Linked DNA regions of Mus musculus: region 1 is linked to region 2. Evidence: chromatin contacts called from public HiCAR-type data. All regions are on one chromosome and are shown on one strand. Each heading gives the region's core, a stretch centred on a gene start, on an enhancer-like site or on the middle of the called end of the contact. The rest is flanking DNA. Distances are from core to core; before and after follow the strand shown. Region 1 holds the start of A730013G03Rik (RIKEN cDNA A730013G03 gene). Region 2 holds the start of 1700034H15Rik (RIKEN cDNA 1700034H15 gene).

Region 1 (4,475 bases), core at 1,140-3,639, 930 kb after region 2:
GAGGAGGATGAAGAGGATGAAGAGAGGGTGAGTAGGCTGGACGTCTTTGAGATGCCACTTGGAAGATATGGACAGAGAATCCCTCCTGTAGCTGGTCCTCCATACTGTCCAAGGCTACATCTAAATTTTGGACTCAGTTTATAGGCTGGGCACCCCTGCCCCTTAGGCCTGCCTGCCTCGGGATTGGGGACATCAGTCAGCTTCTCCCTGAACCCTCAGCATAGAAGCAGGAGATGTTCCCCATCTCTCTAGCCTCTTGTTGCTCTAATTTTATGATTGTATGAAAATAAGGTTCCCAAATTGCCTTTAATTAGCTTTAATAAGACAGCCTTTTTGCTAATTAAAACGATTATTAAGAAACCATTTATTGAGAATAAACACAGTGGTTAGGACCTGTGAGAATTCTGAACTCAACAACAGTAGCCAATACCAAGTCCCTGCAAAGCAGCCAGGTCACCTGACTGCCTGCTGACCTTGAACAGGGTGCTTCTCAGGCTGAGGTCCAGTGGTGCCACCTTCTTCCCTTTGCAGGACTGTCAGACACCTTAGGATGGGTAAAACAGGTCCGCAGAAGTTAGCACCCAGCTTTTTCTGGGCTCTGCTTGATCGGATAGCTACTTGAACTGTAGTGAACTGTGCTGAGTCACTAACCACCGAGAGCTTACATCCCAGCGGTAAAGAGGGAACGTGGTCCTGGGTGGTGGCCCCAGGGGCCCAAGCCCCCTTGAAAGTGTTCGAAGGCATGGGGAACACATTCTGAGAACCCGGCCCTGTGGATGACACGGAGCTTCGAGATGACATAGCCGGACGGCTGATCTCAATCACTCTCCTCCCTGTGGGGAGACGCTCAGCCAGTCTGCAGTAGAGTTCATCGATGCCTGGCTCCCGCCAGGAGCAAGCGTGCAGCCAAGTGACCGCGGAGGCGCTGAGGTGCACATCGGTTCTGGAGCCCAGGTTCCCGCCACAGCGCTTCCTCTGCCTGCTTCTCACCCTCCAGGGACCACCCAGCTGCCACAGCTGCGAGAGGCCTATGGAGGGCTCGCCCTTTTGTCCAAACCCCATGGCAAGATGGGATTTGGAGGGGACCGGGACACGCGAAGAGGGGGTCACCGAGGTAGAGCGCAAGGGGCCGAGCGTATCTGGGCCCTGTCCGCTTTTCGAGTTGCGAGTTGCGGGTCCTGCTGAGCCTTGACTTCCTTTTACAGTCCCCACAGGAGACCTCCAGGGGCCTCGGAGGCCTGGCAGTAGTCTAAACACAGCGATTTGTTTTTTATCTGTCTATCCATCTGTCTGCCTATAGTTCAGTTGAGCTTTCCCATCTTTCTTCCCATGGGCTTTTAGCAATAAGCGAGGTGAGGCTGTCCAGTCGAAAGCTTGCAACAGAAGCATTAAGCAGGAATGTGTCCTTGACCCTCTGAGCCAGGGGAGACGAAGGCCAAGCTCTAAAGCCTCAAACTCGAGGGCTCCCGGTAGGGCCCTGGCCTCTCGCTCTGGTCCTTGGTCGGGGTCAGGGCGCGCCCTGGGGTGTCCAGCCCGGGACAGATAGAACCAGTGCTGACGCTTCTGTCAACTGTTGGAGGCCTAGGCCAAGCCAAAAAGGTCTGGAGTATAGAGTGAGGCCTGGCCCGGGGAAAGTTCCCCTGGTAGTTCCGAGGTGTGGACCCGGCTGAGAACAGGCGATGAAAGTTAAAAGGACTGTGGTTTCAAAGAAGGCCAATCTGGACGCTAGGATGCTGAGCGCGTGAGTGCCCAACCTCTGCAGGTGAACTGAGGCAGGGGCATCAGCATCCCAGGCCTGGGGACGCAGTCCCAGGCAGGCGCGCACCCGCATGCACGCACATGCACACGGCGTCACCGACATACGCCTGCACCCACTGTCTGTGCCTCGCGAGGCCTGCTGCCCCGGTGCACGACAGCCGGCGACCGCGCGCTCCTCCAGCCCCGGGCGCTCTGCAGAGCCCCCGCCCGGCCGCGCGGCGCTCGCTCCGGCTCTTTGTTATGTTAATTCCCTTCCCAGCTGGTGCCAGCTGCCTGCACAATGGGCGCCCGGAGCCCCGCCAGCCCTCGCCAGCCCGTGAGTGGGGGCGGGGAGGACCGTGCACCCTATGTGGATGGGGCGGGCTAGTCCCGCTGAGTGAACGCTGCGGGGCGAGCAGCACCTCCCCCCATGCCGGCGAAACCGCGCTTCTGAGGCCTGCGGAGCGAGCTCTGATGCTTTCCAGTCGCCGGGACTGCCTGCCCTCTAGGTGCCAGGGCTGGATGGAAAGTAAAAGGCTTCTGGGCGGCTCCAGACCCGTGAGGATGAAAGAGGACAGCCGCTTCCAGACCACACAGCTAATCCCGCCATAAACCTCGAGTAAATACCGGGAGAGAAGGAGCAGGCCCGCTACAGATGTGGAGTGCAGCCTCCGGGGATCCCCAAATTAAAACCCGGGCAGGAGAGGCACTTGGACCACCACCAAATGACACTAATTGGGTTATGGGACCATAATCTTAGCTGGTAAGAAAAAAATCCAGTTACAGTCACAGCTGCAAGGACTGTCTTCATAAAGCTGCAGAGGGAACGCGGGCTTTTTTTTATTACGCATAAACATGAGGAAGAGGCTCAGGGTCCCCGCCTGCATGGTGCGGAGAGGCGAAGGACTTTTGTGCCGGGAGCAGCAGCGCTACATGCCTGGCTGGCTCCGGGTGTGCAGGGCTAATGGGCTGGGAGTGGATGGGGTAATGTATTGAGCTGGGGAGCAAATCTGCCTGCAGGAATGTAGTTCCAGGATAGGAGAACAGTCATGGGCAGTGCGAGCGCGTGCAGGCGCGCGCGCACCCTTCCCCCCTCCCCCTACACACTTGGTGGGGAGAACAGATTAAACGATACTAGAATGACTGAGTTAAGCTTAGATCTATAATAACTGGAGTTGTAAGCCGGGCAGTGATGGCGCACGCCTTTAATCCCAGCACTTGGGAGGCAGAGGCAGGCGGATTTCTGAGTTCGAGGCCAGCTTGGTCCACAGAGTGAGTTCTAGGATGGCCAGGGCTACACAGAGAAACCCTGTCTCAAAACAAAACAAAAAAATAGTAGTAGTAGTAGTAGTAATAATAATAATAATAACTGGAATTGTGAATGAATTCTTACAACTTCCATGTCAAGAAACACTCACATGGACAAATGATCGGGGTTGCTTTAGGATTCTTCAGTGACAATTTCCAACAGCGACCCATGCCACCCTCATTGTGTATAGCCATCTTGTCTAAAGCCAGTGAAGGTCAGGCTGCCTGCAGGCTCTTACTGGTTTGAATTATAGCCATGGAAAAATAGATCTTTTTTTCCTTCAGCTGTTGGTTTTTCAAACTGTGAGAAGCAAGAGTTTGGAGCTGGCCAGCCTGGTGTCCCTGGGCAAGCTAAGAGTTTCCTTTATCTGGCATCCTCAATCACTGGCTTCGGTCACCCTTAGGAGCCACACAAGGAAGGAAAAGACAGCAGACCCTCATCTGAGACTCCAGTCACCCTTGGCCCCCAGATGCACATAGCCTCCAGGTGTGCCAAAGTGGCCAAGAGGTAGAAGGTTGACAAGGTGCAACATTTAGTCAGAGGTCTTCCTGAACCACCTATGGGCCTGTAAGGTTACTCCAAGAAACCCACTGGTTCAACAAGCTGGACGATTCCTGGGAGGAATCGTTTCCTTGGCTTGTTGATAGACAGGCATATCTCTAGGACTCTCTGGGAAAACCTGCCACTGACTGACTGGTGTTCTGGCTCCTCCATGACTCTCAGTGGATACAAATTGCAGGTATTCCTAGAGTCTCATTCCTGGGGCTGGTGGTACAGCGGGAGATCTCTCTTGATTCTGAGACGTCCCAGGGTTACCGTGATGTAGCACTGGAGACTCCAGCATTAAACTCCGGTGGTTGCTTTCCCAGTTCCCTCCAGTTACAGGGCCTCTGTTTTTTTGCTCTCAAGCCCTACCAATCATCAAGCCCCAAGAGAGGTATGCCTCACCTAGGGAAAATTATTCAGCTGAGAAACAAAGAGGTGAAATGTGATTTTTTGAATGGCATACCACTATCCTGAAGTCATCAGTTGGGCTGAGTTTAAAGATGACACGCCCAAAAAAGGATGAGACTCTGAAATAAGGAACACCAACCATATGATCTGCTATCAAAACTTCCCTCTTAGAAGTGGAAACCATGGTGTTGTGGTGTAGCTCAATTGGCAGAGTGCTTGCCTGGCATGTGTAAACCCCTGGGTTTGGTCCCGGCATGATATAAACCATAACCAGGTGTAGCAGTACATGTCTGTAATTCCAGGAGACGTAGAGATGGGAGGATCAGAAGTTCAAGGCCATTCTCAGGTACACACTGAGTTCCAGTCTGGGCCACAATGACTGTCTCAAAAAGAAAAACAAAAATAAATGACAATAAAAACAGTGCAGAAAATACCCTAGTTCCTTCGTCATAGGGTGGGGTCTCGGAGTTCTGTT
Region 2 (3,973 bases), core at 147-2,646:
TGGGGGGTGGCCGTGCGGGTGACCCCTGGATGGAAAGTGTTCCTGAGGCTAAGGTTGTGCTGCTAGCAACCAGTTCCTAACTCAGCTCCTCACTCGGCCGCGGCCGCGCCCCCGCCGCCGTCCGCACAGCCCACACTCCCCGCCCCTCCTGGGCGCCGACCTGTCACCCAGCCGCCCCCACGTGCACCCAGCTCCCAGGATCAAAGTCTGGGGCGGCCGGGCCGGCAAAGGGGAACCGCGGCCCGGAACCCGCACCGCGGGAAGCGGCAACTGCTCACTGCGCCCCAGGGCTCGGCGCCACCGCCCTGCCGCCTGCCCACCGCTGCACGCGGCCCGCGCCCACCCTCCCCCGTACCGCCCGCCGCTGCACCCGGCCGCGGCCCCCGGCCCACGCCCGGCTCCCCAGTGCACAGGCCCCGCCCCCAGCTCCCGCGGCCGCGCCCCGCCCCCTCCCGCCCCTCCGCCGCGCTAGCCAATAGAGGCCGAGGAAGGGCGGGACGCCGGGGCTGTCGTGAGGCAGCTCTGGCCAATGGGGAGGCGAGCCGGGCCTGGGGGGCGGGGCACCGGGGCCTTGTCACGCTCGGGTCCGTGTGAAAACGGGGGTTCCGAGTGCAAAGCAAAGTTTTTTTGTAAACCGTCTGCAAAGGAGGGGGGGCGAAGACGGCGGACGCCTCCGGGCCGAGCGCAGTCGCCGCGGACGCCGTCTCCCGAGCGCTTCGGTCCGATGCTCGGCAGCCCCTCGGCACGCAGTGGCCCGCCGCGCCCTCCGCCTCGCCAGCCCAGCCGAGCGCCGGCGCTTGAGTAGCTGCGCGGCCGGCGGTTTCCCCACAGCGCCGCTCCCGTTCCCGCGTCAGCGCCGAGCCTCAGGCCGCCGCCATGGGCTGCTGGGGCCGCAACCGCGGCCGGCTGCTGTGCATGCTGCTGCTGACCTTCATGTTCATGGTGCTGGAGGTGGTGGTGAGCCGGGTGACCGCGTCGCTCGCCATGCTGTCCGACTCCTTCCACATGCTGTCGGACGTGCTGGCGCTCGTAGTGGCGCTGGTGGCCGAGCGCTTCGCCCGGAGGACTCACGCCACGCAGAAGAACACGTTCGGCTGGATCCGCGCTGAGGTGATGGGCGCACTGGTGAACGCCATCTTCCTCACGGGGCTGTGCTTCGCCATCCTGCTGGAAGCCGTCGAGCGCTTCATCGAGCCGCATGAGATGCAGCAGCCGCTCGTGGTGCTGAGCGTCGGCGTGGCGGGGCTGCTGGTCAACGTGCTGGGGCTCTGTCTGTTCCACCATCACAGCGGCGAGGGCCAGGGCGCGGGCCACGGCCACTCGCACGGCCACGGCCACGGCCACCTCGCCAAGGGCGCGCGCAAGGCGGGCCGCGCGGGGGTCGAGGCGGGCGCGCCGCCGGGCCGGGCGCCGGACCAGGAGGAGACCAACACGCTGGTGGCCAACACCAGCAATTCCAACGGGCTGAAGGCGGACCAGGCAGGTGAGCGCCACAGTGTTCGGGACAGGCGCCCCCTGGCGACCGCGGTGGGTGCCACGCCCCGCGCCCAGGTGCGCGGTGGTTTCGTGCCCACTGAACAAGTTTGATAATGATGTGCTGGGGGTGTGTGGGCCCTGGTTAAAGGCGGCCTTTGTGAACGGGAGTGTGTGTTTCCCTGAACCGACCACCTAATCCGGAAAATCACTGTTTAGGGACCTGCCAAGGCACGTTGCACCCTCACCTCCTCGGGTTGGCATAATGGTGCTCGACCCAGTGGTGATGTATTACTCTCGTGGTTTTAACGAGCGTTTTTCATCTTGAGCACGTGTGCTTGATGGTAATTTGGAAGGTAAGTGTTGAAAAGAAATGAGAAAGAACCTACCACCCTCGATGTTAACATTGTGTGTATCTTCCAGTTTTTCTTGCCACTTGTATCTGGTTAGGTTACTTACGGAGGCAGCTTACCTTCTCCAATGCATAGGAACATGTTTGGAAGTTCAGGTGGTGCGTGGGAAAGGAGAAAGAGAAGCTCCTCAGGTGTGCCCTCTGACGGGAACTTTCAGGTTACTTAGTGATTGTTGACTTCCAACTTTGTTGATAGCTTCAGGTTGTTTTGTTGGTTTGTTTTTGGTTCCTCTAGACGGGTTTCTCAGGATAGCCCTGGCTGTCCTGGAACTCACTCTGTAGGACAGGCCGGCCTCAAACTCACAGATTACCTCCTGCATGTCTCTCTGGGGTCAAGGCCTGCACCCCCAGCAATAGACCCAGGTTGTTGATTTGTCAGTTTGTGAACCCTTCTACAAAGACGCTATGTTTTATGTTCTTGACGATGATTTTACGTTAGAGCTGCTTTTCTCAGTCTGTCTAGTGCCACTGACAGAGACCCTCACATCAGGTTTGTTCCTGTCAGAGGACATCCCTTCAGTGATGCTTACTGATTGCCTAGAGTTTTGTTTCTCTTGTATGTTTCAGAGAGGTGACGCAGTGTTTACACGACCCCATCCCAGCAGTGAGGGCAGGTGAGAGGTGGGAAGGAACAAGGAGCAGTAGCCCAGTGACACAGTGGACTCTCCGCTGTTGGGTACTGGCGGGACCCAGGGCTAGCTCACTGTGGGTTGCTCTCAGCACACTGTCATTGTCACAGCTTTATGAAACAAGTTTAAACTCACTCACTGCCAGACAAGATGTTTCTGTGGACACTTTAAATGTGCTTAGTGAAAATTGTATTGTTTTGTTGTAGAGCCAGAAAAATTGAGAAGTGATGACCCAGTGGATGTACAAGTAAATGGGAATCTCATCCAGGAGTCTGACAATCTGGAAGCGGAAGACAACAGGGCTGGGCAGCTGAATATGCGAGGAGTGTTTCTGCACGTCCTTGGAGATGCCTTGGGCTCCGTGATCGTGGTCGTGAATGCCTTGGTCTTTTACTTTAACTGGAAGGGTTGTACTGAAGACGACTTTTGTACGAACCCGTGTTTTCCTGATCCCTGCAAATCGTCTGTAGAGATAATTAACAGCACCCAGGCCCCGATGCGTGACGCTGGCCCATGCTGGGTGCTCTACCTAGACCCAACCCTTTGTATTATAATGGTTTGTATACTTCTGTACACGACTTACCCATTGCTCAAGGAGTCTGCTCTCATTCTTCTACAAACTGTCCCTAAGCAAATCGATATCAAACACTTGGTGAAAGAGCTTCGAGACGTTGACGGCGTTGAGGAAGTCCATGAGCTACATGTCTGGCAGCTGGCGGGAAGCAGGATCATCGCCACTGCCCACATAAAATGTGAGGACCCCGCTTCCTACATGCAGGTGGCCAAGACCATTAAAGATGTCTTTCATAATCATGGAATCCACGCTACCACCATCCAGCCTGAATTCGCTAGCGTCGGCTCTAAGTCAAGTGTGCTCCCGTGTGAGCTCGCCTGCAGAACTCAGTGTGCCCTGAAGCAGTGCTGCGGGACACGGCCACAGGTGCATTCTGGGAAGGATGCAGAGAAGGCGCCAACAGTTAGCATTTCTTGTTTAGAACTCAGTGAGAATCTAGAGAAGAAGGCCAGGAGGACTAAAGCTGAAGGCAGTCTCCCTGCTGTGGTGATAGAGATTAAAAACGTGCCAAACAAACAGCCCGAATCATCTTTGTGAGTCTTGAAAAAGATGTGATATTTGACTTTTGCTTTTAAACTGCAAGAGAAAATAGACTCCATTGAAATACTAAGTTTGCCAAGTAGTGTAATTGAAGTCCTTGTCTGGTCGCACAGTTTAATTCTATTTTTGTAAGAACATAATGGAACTGCCTAATAGAGAGTGCTACATTGCAGCCTTGTGATTCTTAGTGCATAGTGCAGCTATGCTGGAACACGTTTGAAAGCCAGTTTTAACACTATGTTACATTTTTGTTTAAAGTAAGTATAAATCTTATATGACATAATGAAATTTGATTCCTGGTTTTCCCATGATAAAAATTAGGGGGATAAATAAAATTGTTACTGG

Evidence for each region. HiCAR-type assays count read pairs that join an accessible place to other places.
Region 1: a contact with region 2 is called in a HiCAR-type map of astrocytes, with 2.7 times the contacts expected there. The contact joins the promoter of A730013G03Rik here to the promoter of 1700034H15Rik in region 2. A contact is called at or near these places in 2 of 115 datasets of contacts at active chromatin or transcription factors (astrocytes and a beta-TC-6 cell line).

Annotation. Positions count from the first base shown.
Region 1 is chr1:192,832,824-192,837,298 of GRCm38.p6, forward strand. A730013G03Rik (RIKEN cDNA A730013G03 gene) reads right to left here and starts at 2,390. Exons shown (of 1, transcript NR_155503.1): 1 at 296-2,390.
Region 2 is chr1:191,906,131-191,910,103 of GRCm38.p6, forward strand. It overlaps 1700034H15Rik (RIKEN cDNA 1700034H15 gene), which reads right to left and starts at 1,397. Exons shown (of 5, transcript NR_030669.1): 1 at 930-1,397. It overlaps Slc30a1 (solute carrier family 30 (zinc transporter), member 1), which reads left to right and starts at 651. Exons shown (of 2, transcript NM_009579.3): 1 at 651-1,483; 2 at 2,721-3,973. The coding sequence starts at 877. The coding sequence ends at 3,625.